Regions from separate parts of the Xenopus laevis genome. Here region 2 is linked to region 1. Evidence: chromatin contacts called from public Hi-C data. All regions are on one chromosome and are shown on one strand. The core of a region is the stretch at or near the end of the contact, and the rest is flanking DNA. Distances in the headings are between cores, read along the strand shown.

Region 1 (5,267 bases), core at 81-2,580:
GACTCACTGAAACGTGTGTATTATAATAAATAAAGTACCCCCAGTTGTAAAATATGAGGATATTAGAAGTTACCTCGGAGTTCCATGACCTGTATAAATTTATATAGTCATGAAACTCCTCGGTAACTTATAATATCCTTATATATTATAAGAGGGTTTACTTTATTCACTATATAATATGTAAAGAATAGAGACTAGGAGAATAGCGGTTGAGTGAGGAGATGAATAATAATAATACTGAGAGTGGGCCCTTGGTCTATGGTTCTTGGGTGGGCCCCTAGTGTAAGGTTTTGGGATGGGCCCCTGGTCTAAGGTTTTTGGATGGGCCCCTGGTGTCTCAGTCCAACACTGCCTGGTTGCCAGGGTAACGCAGACACTAGCAACCAGATAGCTGCTGCTGATGACATCAGAACTCACCGTTTATAAGGATATAATTTACAGGATATTCATGGCTTTTGTGTATTATCTATTATTTCATCTATTTAGCCTCTTTGTTCTCAAAGAAATAGGAAACGGCCATGAAATAGGCCAAATCTTTAGCAGCACAAGGGCCCTTTAACACCTGGGCCCACCACGAGTTTAGCTGGTATCCCGGTGGGCCAGTCCAAGACTGCAACCAGGTAATGGCTTGAATGAGAGACTGTAATATGAACAGCAGGCGACCTAAACAAAAAGTATAATAAAAAGTGGAAATGATAAATTTGGAACTTCAAGTTTGGCTGCATTGTAATTATGTTTTATATTTATGTGAATTGTATTCTAATAATGCACTTATTGGTACTTTTTATTCCAATGACCCCTTGTTTGTTACTACTAATTTATTGTTTTGTTGTACAGTGCTTTGCCCTCAAGGAGCGCTTTACAAATAAAAATATACATACATACAATTCTTAAAATAATTAAAAAACCACAAAATAACAAACTGAAAAAAGTCTCAGAACATCACTGACTGCATAAAGCTAAAGATGAAAAAAAACCCTTAATAACCAGTTGACCAGCACAGAGGAATTATCATGAAAGGCAGCAGCATCCATACATTGTAGCCGAGGTCCTTATATCCAGGTATCAGTGAGGCGCTGTTGCCAGGCAACACACTCTCTTTGAACTATGCCATTGGGGGGGAATCCTTCTAATAATAATAGTTTTATCAATGAAAAAATCCAGGTCCAGAAAGAAACATACGAAAGTTTAAAAATAAACAAAAATTGAGATTTCACACTGCCAATAAGCTGACGTGTCCTGCGTCGTGTGGCAACTGCATTATACTCACCTGAACTATAAAGCGGCCCACCCTGTGCTGACGAGGGGAGGGGCCGGAAGCGTTCTTCACTCCACATCCGCTTGAAAAGAACAGAGTTTAAGTTTTGCCATTTTTATAAAGCTGCTTTGGGCCCACCCCCCAGTTGTTTATTGTGTAATTGTCCTTTGACACAATTGCGTCCGTTTAGACTTCTCGGCAAACGAAACCAGCCCACAATGTCGACTTCTACCTGACAGAACACTCGCTGTGAGGCACGACCACCATTTTCCCTTCACACCCTTTTTTTTCCGCCGTCTTCATTTGTTTCCACCCGCCATTAATAAAATTTCACAGAGTGCGCTGAAAGGCGACAAACCCAGAGCCTGTAAAGAGAAGCGAAGCCGCAGCCCTTACCTTTGCTGTAACATGGCGTCCCGGTTACATGCGCGCATGCGCCACTTATTTGTTGCGACGTGTCTTTTTAGTTTTACGTTAAAATCAGGTACGATCCGACTTATTTTTCAGTAACGCGAATGAATAGATTTGGGCTTCGATGTACGTTCGTTTTAAATAGTCTGAAGCTCGTTTTGGTTTGGAAATCCGGGGGAATTCTATGGGAACGTTTTCTGTTTCTGTAAATTCCCCTCCTACGCACGCGTCAAGGCAAAAGGGACTTTCCCGGGCCGTAGTTTGAGGAATTAATATTACGTAACCTTTCACGTGACTAAAAAAAACCCCCCTGTGTCCCAATCTAAATTAAAGAGGTGAAGGTCAAGAGTCTATCTTTGATCTCCTGTAGTGACTGGAAAAATATACAAAGCTTTTAAAACTAATTGAAACGAGAGGTTTTCTGACAGAACACCCACGAGCTGCACTTTTTTAACTATTTAAGAGAAGAAAAGATACGATTGTATCTTGGGAGAACTGTAACTTGCAGCAATTTCTCCTTCATCAGCAAAACTGACTAAACGCCACTTCTTCGGGCGACTAATGTCCCCGATCGGCCTCCCCGGCGGCTAGAATCGAAATCGCCAGTAGGATGGCACTTGGAGCATTTCGTTTTCCGAAGTTGCCTCACGAGGAACATCGGAAAACGAAGTGCTCTGACTGCCATCCCATCGGCGATTTACATTCTAGCTGGCGGCAGGGGCGCTCGCCTCAGGCGGCAGCGCCAGAGAAGTTTCCAGGGGCGGCAAAAAGCCACTTCTGCACCTTTAAGAGCAAAATTTCTGTTTTTTAGGGAGATCGGGCTATACTATTGCGAGAGAGCGCAATTGAGCTCTCCGCACTAATGTTTCTGCCTCCCCTCCCAACAGGTAAGCCGGCGAAGGGGGGGGCGGCATTGCAGGAGCCGCCTCAGACGGCTCCTATGACAGATTCCGCGCTGGCTGGCGGGAAGGCTTTTCGGGGAAATTATTTGCCTGAAGAAGAGGTGATTAGGCGCCAGGTGATAAAATCCCCCTGAAGCTTCACGTCTGTCTCTGCCCTAAAACCCCAAAAGTGTGTTTAAACTTTCCATAACCTGGCAAATTTTGTAAAATTGACAAGGCATTTAGGAGGTTGTGGCCACAAAACAGGCATGGTCAAAAAACGTTTTCACTGCACTACGTACGGCAGAACGTTGTCCCTCTTTCTAATTTTGAAATGTTGGGAAGAATGCATTGTGGGCAGGCCCGGACAGGCAATCTGAAAGTTCTAGCAAATGCCAGAGGGGCTGATATAAGATGCCATAAACACTCACTATTTAGTGGGCTGGTGGAACACTGTTTGGGCCTCTAGGCATTTTAAATGCCTGGGACCAGGGGCGTAACTATAGAGGAAGCAGACCCTGCGGCTGCAGGGGGCCCAGGAGGTATAGGGGCCCCATGAGGCCCTAATTCATATACAATTTCAATAAATATTGGAGAAACAAGTCAACCTCTAAACATTTTGGGGGCCTGAAAAATAATTTGCTGTGGGGCCCAGTAATATCTAGTTACGCCACTGCCTGGGACTATTTTGAATCCCAGTCCAGTCCTGATTGTGGGTTAGGGTTGGGTGCATGCCGGACTAGGGAAGTAAATAAGAGGAACCACCAGTGCAGATAGTATCAAGGAACAGACAGACACTGCTTTGAATAGCATTTACATTTACACATAAGCAGTGTTATGTGTAATGAATATATATATTAGAAAGTGGCTTTGAATGACATTTACTTTCATTAGACACAATTTTATTTTGGGAGCTAATGTCCTTTTTAAAAAGGAGTAAGGGGGTATTCACAGAGATGGAGTAATGTAAAACTGGAGCAAGGAACATAATGAGAATAAAACACACACAAAAGAATGTCACACAAAAGAATGTCAACTTCCTAACAGCCTCACTCCAGTTTCACAAATATCCATGGTTGTGAATACCCCTTTGATGCCAAAATTAATTCAAAGCCTGTATATTTTCAACTCAATGTGCACAAACATGGATTTTCCATCTTATATATTCCTCCTTTAAAACCCATATAGAAACAGAAGTGACACAGCATGTAATTAAATTGATAACCTATTCTTAATGCTGAAAAATTGCAAACATTAAAATGTAATATAAGCTTCTGCATATTGAAATAAGAAACTTTCTGAATACGATCAATTAAATATTCTGTATTTTTTTCGAAAATAATCAAGTTTATGTTCACTATTCCTCTCTCAGCATCTGTTGGGTTGGGTGTCAGATAATCATTGACAGTTAGATCCAATATATCTTATAGGGGGGCTCCTTTTGCCTAGAAGATGTATTAGAGCTCACTCTATTAAAATCAACAGAAATCCGGTCTCTCTACATGCAGGATTTGTGCTAAAGTTAGATTTTGTTTGTACTGGAATCAATTATTTGAGTGAGCTCATGTGTGAGGAATATTGGATCTAACTGTTAATGACTATCTAACTGTTGCATAAAAACAGAATGAAGAGAAACAGATGCTGAGAGAGGAATAGTGAACGTAAACTTGATTATTTCAGAAGCAATGCAGAATATATAATTGATTATATTTAGAATGTTTCTTATTTAAGTATGAAGAGGCTTATAATAAATGTTTATTTTCGCGATACTTCCCCTTTAAACTATTGGTCGAGATCCAAATTTGGGTCCCCATACTGTTTGGGTAGGATTTTTTGATCTCTCTGAGTTAGGCACCTAATCTATATTTTTTTGGAATCAGCTAAATACCAAAGCCCAGTTTTGGGATGGAATACCTGGTGTGCCACCAGCGAATTACCCACCCAGCCAGAAAAAAGTTCAAAAACTGGTAAATTGTCCTCTTTGCTCTGCAAACACAATCTGAGCCCTACAGATTCAGCCAAATCCAGCAAAGAAAGAGCACAGTAAGAACACAGTATCACTTACTAGTGCAGTTCACAACACTCTGATGACACTGACTACCTTTTTTACAAATGCCTCAAAACGAGTAAAGAAAATATTACCAAAATGAACAATGTAGCTAAATCCCAACAGACTGAAAGTTGCTAAATGACAATTACTATATGTCGGCCCTGACAGAACCCAACGTTTCTTCAATGAAGCCGGTAAAAGTGTGTTGAGCTGGAGAGAACCAGCTGCTTCAACGTCTTGCGGCCATCTCTTCTATCAGATCTGCGGCATATGAAATAACTGTGAGACGTGGCATTCAAAGGAGTAGGAAACCACGCCTACACAGTCTGTTAAAGGACCAGTAACATCAACATCATCTTTAAGTTAAGTTATAGTACAGTATGTTATAGAACAGCCTATTCTTAGCAACTTTTCAGTTCATCTTCCTTTTTATTTTGTTTAGTTTTTAATTTATTTGCCTTCTGAATGTGTCTCAGTGGGACATGTGTTTTTACTATTGAGTGTTGTTCTTAGATCTACCAGGCAGCTGTTATCTTGTGTTAGGGAGCTGTTATCTGGTTACCTTCCCATTGTTCTTTTGTTTGGCTGCTGGGGGGGAAAAGGGAGGGGGTGATATTACTCCGACTTGCAGTACAGCAGTAAAGAGTGATTGAAGTTTATAAGAGCA
Region 2 (4,517 bases), core at 1,956-4,455, 57 kb before region 1:
ATTCGTCCGAATCTGAATCCTACTGAAAAAGGGCGAATCCTTAACCAAATCCTGGATTCAGTGCATCCCTACCGAGAAGTTCCATGACCATGTAAAAACATAAGGTCAAAGGCTGAGTGTTTTATACAGGGCATGGAACTCCTCAGTAACTTATAATATCCTTATATTTTACAATAGGGGGTTCTTTATTCATTATATCATTCTACTGGCTAGAATAGAGTGATGGAAGCTAATGGTTGATTGGTTGCTCTGGGTAATTGCTATCAATGTGCGGGCCGGCCCGATACCTGCGAGACCCACGGGTTGGGCGGCTTCGGCCTGACCTCGCACACTTCTTCGCGGGCAGTGCGGGTTGAGCTCTTCTCCTGCTCTACCCGCCCGCCACCATCAAATGCTTGCTTCCGACTTCCGGGTTCGTCTTTTATCGCCCCACCCCTTTTATGACATCATCGGTGGGGCGCCGCAGGTCTATGAAAGCAACCCGGAAGTGCGGACGGGTGCGGGTCGGGGGGAAAATCCCAACCTGGACATGACTAGTAACTACACTGAGGCACATTTACTCTTTCAGTTGGTTTCCATACCATCATTTTAGCATATCATTGTTTTTTTTACATTCCTTGTGCATATTGAAGTTGAACAATTTTATCAGTGCACTTGCCTTTCACCAGTGAGAGAATAATGGTGATTTTATTTCCACACAGGCTCCATTGCTTCTCAGGTATTGCCGAAAATTTCTGGTTTTGATCTGGGCAGTTTCATCGGTGGCATCGTGCTAACGCTGGGCATCATAGCTGTCCTCTTCTTCGGCTGCAAGTTCTTTAACTCAAGGAGAGGCGTTCGATACAGGACCATGTAAGTCGTTTGATCACAATAAATATACAAACTGTAATTCTTTTTATTTTTTCTTATTCTGAAATAGGATTTTCTTTTTCAAGTGACTGAACTGGTTGTGCTGGGATCAGACTTCCCAAAGAGGCTTAAAGGGATTCTGTCATGATTTTTATGATGTTTTATATTTCTAAATGACACTGTTTACACTCTACTCTATACAATTTCATTCCTAATCCAATAAGTGTATTTTTTAGTTGTTATATTGGTGTGTAGGTGCATCTCAGGTCATTTTGCCTGGTCATGTGCTTTCAGAAAGAGCCAGCACTTTAGGATGGAACTGCTTTCTGGAAGGCTGTTGTTTCTCCTACTCAATGCTACTGCATGTGTCGCAGTGGGACCTGGATTTTATTGAGTGTTGTTCTTAGATCTACCAGGCAGCTGTTATCTTGTGTTATGGAGCTGCTATCTGGTTACTTTCCCATTGTTCTTTTGTTTGGCTGCTGGGGAAAAGGGAGGGGGGGTGATATCACTCCAAATTGCAGTACAGCAGTAAAGAGTGACTGAAATGTATCAGAGCACAAGTCACATGACTGGGAGCACCTGGTAAACTGACAATATGTCTAACCCCATGTCAGATTTCAAAATTAAATAAAAAAAATCTTTGCTCTTTTGAGAAATGGATTTCAGTGCAGAATTCTGCTGGAGTAGCGCTATTAACTGATGACGTTTGAAAAAAAAAAAATAGTATGATAGTATCCCTTTAAGGAGTGTAAGCTTAACTATATGATTGTATCTATGAAGTCGCAACAAACACAATGCACGGTGTATGTTATTATACTACTGTTACTTTATTTCATCTGAAAATAGAATAAAACAGTTTAACTAAAAAAATACATTTTCTGGCAGCTTAATCTCTTTTTCTCTTTTACCTTTGCAGAGACGAACACGAGGCTATCATTTAATATGAAGGGCCCCAAAAGGATTGATATTCTCCAAAGGATTCTCCTCTGTCAGCTTTATTCTGTATAATTGCACCAGTTTCGCACGGACAGTTTTCTGGGTAGAATTTGATTCTGAATATCTTGGAAACCTTGTTTGTTTATATTGTGTACTGAAGCGGGAAGTCCCACTGAGGTTCTTACACAGAAGGTTACTAGGCATTGGTGTCCCCCTGTGTAATGATTGTGTATTCATAGCCGGTCACACGGGAATAATGATATGGCAAATGCTTTTCTGCTGCCTCACCTGAGACAAATCAATACTTGCACTTTTACCTGTCGCATGATAAGGAAATGAAACTTGCTTTTCTCTTTGCATCTATTTCTAGGCTGCTTTATGGCTTTTATTTGTCTAAAGTGCATTTGTCTGTGCCGTGCTCTCATTGGATGTGTTTGACCTGCAGTCGGTGACGTCCATATGGCTTGCGATTGTTTATCAAACCCACCAATCATAACAAGGTTTAGGCATAGGCTGCTGTAGAATGGCATTTTCATCCCCAGCCATACTTCCAGAGAGGTGATCCAAAATCCCACCTACAAACTTTACAGTTGCATCAAATATAAAATATACTTCAGGTTATTGTGTTTATTGACACAAGCTCCCTAATTATCACACCGTATATTCTTGGAAGCAATTCTGCATGATTTATGTTTCTTTTATTTGGGTAAAGATCGTGTTCCTTTTTGATGTAACATATCCGCAACTGAACTGCAGTTCTTATAGTTTGGAATTCTTCACTGCTTCCTATAGGGGTCGCTGTTGGCATTATTGTGACTGGATTGTGCCGTTGTGCTCCCCAAATATTGAATATTATGTGCAAGCAAAGGCTTCATGCTTTGAGGATTATGTTTCTGATGATTTTGGCTTCATTGGTGCCTGCAACTGACCTGCAAATATGTTGGATAAATTTGTAGCTTGTAATTCTCTACTGCTTCCAAAAGGTGTCACCGTAAGCTTTTTTTTTTTTTTTTACCAATGATTCTACCAGCATGCATAAACAAAGGGACTTCACGTCCCAAAATCCATCACTTAATAATAATAATAGGTGGAAAATCCAGTTAGAATGAGCTTATGTAGTAGTGATGTGCGGATCACAAAAAAATTGGACCCTAACTCGATCCCTCCGAACCCTACTTGTGGTGCGGCAGCTCATCTGACCCGCCGTCTCTGATGTCACAAAAAGGGGTCAGGGCAGACACTTAGCTTCAAATAGAGGCTGGCGCCATCAGTGTATTTACTGGTGGAGAAAGCAGAAAGAAGAGCTCAACCCAGAGCCTGCGACCCTGCAATAGTCTGTGGAAGTCGGTTCGAATCTGCCTAACCTGCAGGTGTCCGCACTTTAGTGATGTGCGGCCTGGCCCTATACAGGCAGTTTACCCGTGGAATGGCCAGGTTCGGGCCGACTCCTGCAGAAAATGTTCGGGCGGGTCCAGGTCGACCTCTTCTCCTGCTCTCCTGGCCCACGACCTAGCAGTTTCGGCTTCCGGTGTCGGAATTTATAGACGGGTGGGCGTGGGTCTATAAATATAGGGCAGCAGCGGTGGCAGGTGCAGTTTTGGGAGGGGGCGGGTTAGGGTTCGGAAGCGGGTTGAGAAATTCTCGATCCGCACATCACTACTATGTAGGATATATTACCTTTTCTAAGGTTAATGTTGCACGTGGCCAACAACAAGGGGCAGATTTATTAAGGTTCGAGTTTCCATGAAAAATTTGAGTTTTGAAGGTTATTAAAAAAAAGCCTTGAATTTTCACGTTTAAAGAAAAAAGAAACTTGAATTTTTCAAGCATATTTTTTTTTTTTTAAACTAGAATTTTTCAAGATTGGTTATACCCCCCAACCTGGAAATAGCTTGAATCCGAAAAAAACACCAAGGTTTCGTGGGTTTCACCAAAAACTTGATCAATTCAAGTTTTCTAGTTGTCAACCCCCAAACTTGCTGATTCAAGTTTTTTTCTTAAATAAGAAACTATTCGAGTTGTGAGTTCATTCAAGGTTTTAAAATAAGCTCACATAGCTCTGAAATTAACCCCCCCTCCCCCCAAAAAAGTGCCTTATACCATTGGCATCAAGCTTATCCACCAATCATGAAGTACCCTGGGCTGAAATCTGCACAGTTACAGGTGGATGCCATTAGTCAGTGGCTTAAAGCACTCACCATTCCATAACGGTTACGTTCCTAAAACAAATTTTATATTCACTCGGGACAAAATAGATTTTGTCAGCCCTTTAGGGACATGTCAAGTCATTTCTACCAAGCTACGACCAAATCGTTCTCCTGAAAGTCGGGGACTGGTGTCTGTTTGTACATTTTGTATAACCCTAAACTTTCACTTTCTTTATGAGGAGATTTATTATACAAAGCTATTGTTTTGGGAGTGGAAAATAGTTTGTATTTTTTAAGTAATTTTGTAAAACGCTTTTAATTTTCCCCCTCCCATTGTACAGTGCAATATCCGGAAGAATTTAATTTGCATGACAAAGAAATGGGAAACAATTAGCTGCTCAGATATATGGCTTTCAGCAGTTTATATTTTATATGTGACTTTTGCTTTAAGGAATATGTGAATATAATGATCCTGAGTTTTGGTTTAATAAAAAGGATAATTTGCACTAGTCTGTCTTGGGGTCCATGTTTTGAATTCGATTTTTTTCTTACTTGGATATATAAAGTACACGCTGGTCCCTA

The links. A called contact is a pair of places that touch in the nucleus more often than the background predicts.
Region 2: a contact with region 1 is called in a Hi-C map of the XTC cell line, with 3 times the contacts expected there. The contact joins the enhancer-like site here to the promoter of birc2.L in region 1. A contact is called at or near these places in 2 of 4 Hi-C or Micro-C datasets (the XL177 cell line and the XTC cell line).

Annotation. Positions count from the first base shown.
Region 1 is chr2L:168,664,769-168,670,035 of Xenopus_laevis_v10.1, reverse strand. birc2.L (baculoviral IAP repeat containing 2 L homeolog) reads right to left here and starts at 1,330. Exons shown (of 10, transcript NM_001093264.1): 1 at 1,271-1,330.
Region 2 is chr2L:168,724,464-168,728,980 of Xenopus_laevis_v10.1, reverse strand. It overlaps tmem123.L (porimin), which reads left to right. Exons shown (of 5, transcript XM_018247756.2): 4 at 702-852; 5 at 1,769-4,444. The coding sequence ends at 1,793. Among protein-coding and RNA genes, the nearest start is that of tmem123.L, 32 kb to the left of the region's middle. Within about 2 kb of position 3,205, at least 1 of the 7 cell types and tissues checked has an H3K27ac peak or open chromatin away from gene starts, as enhancers often do.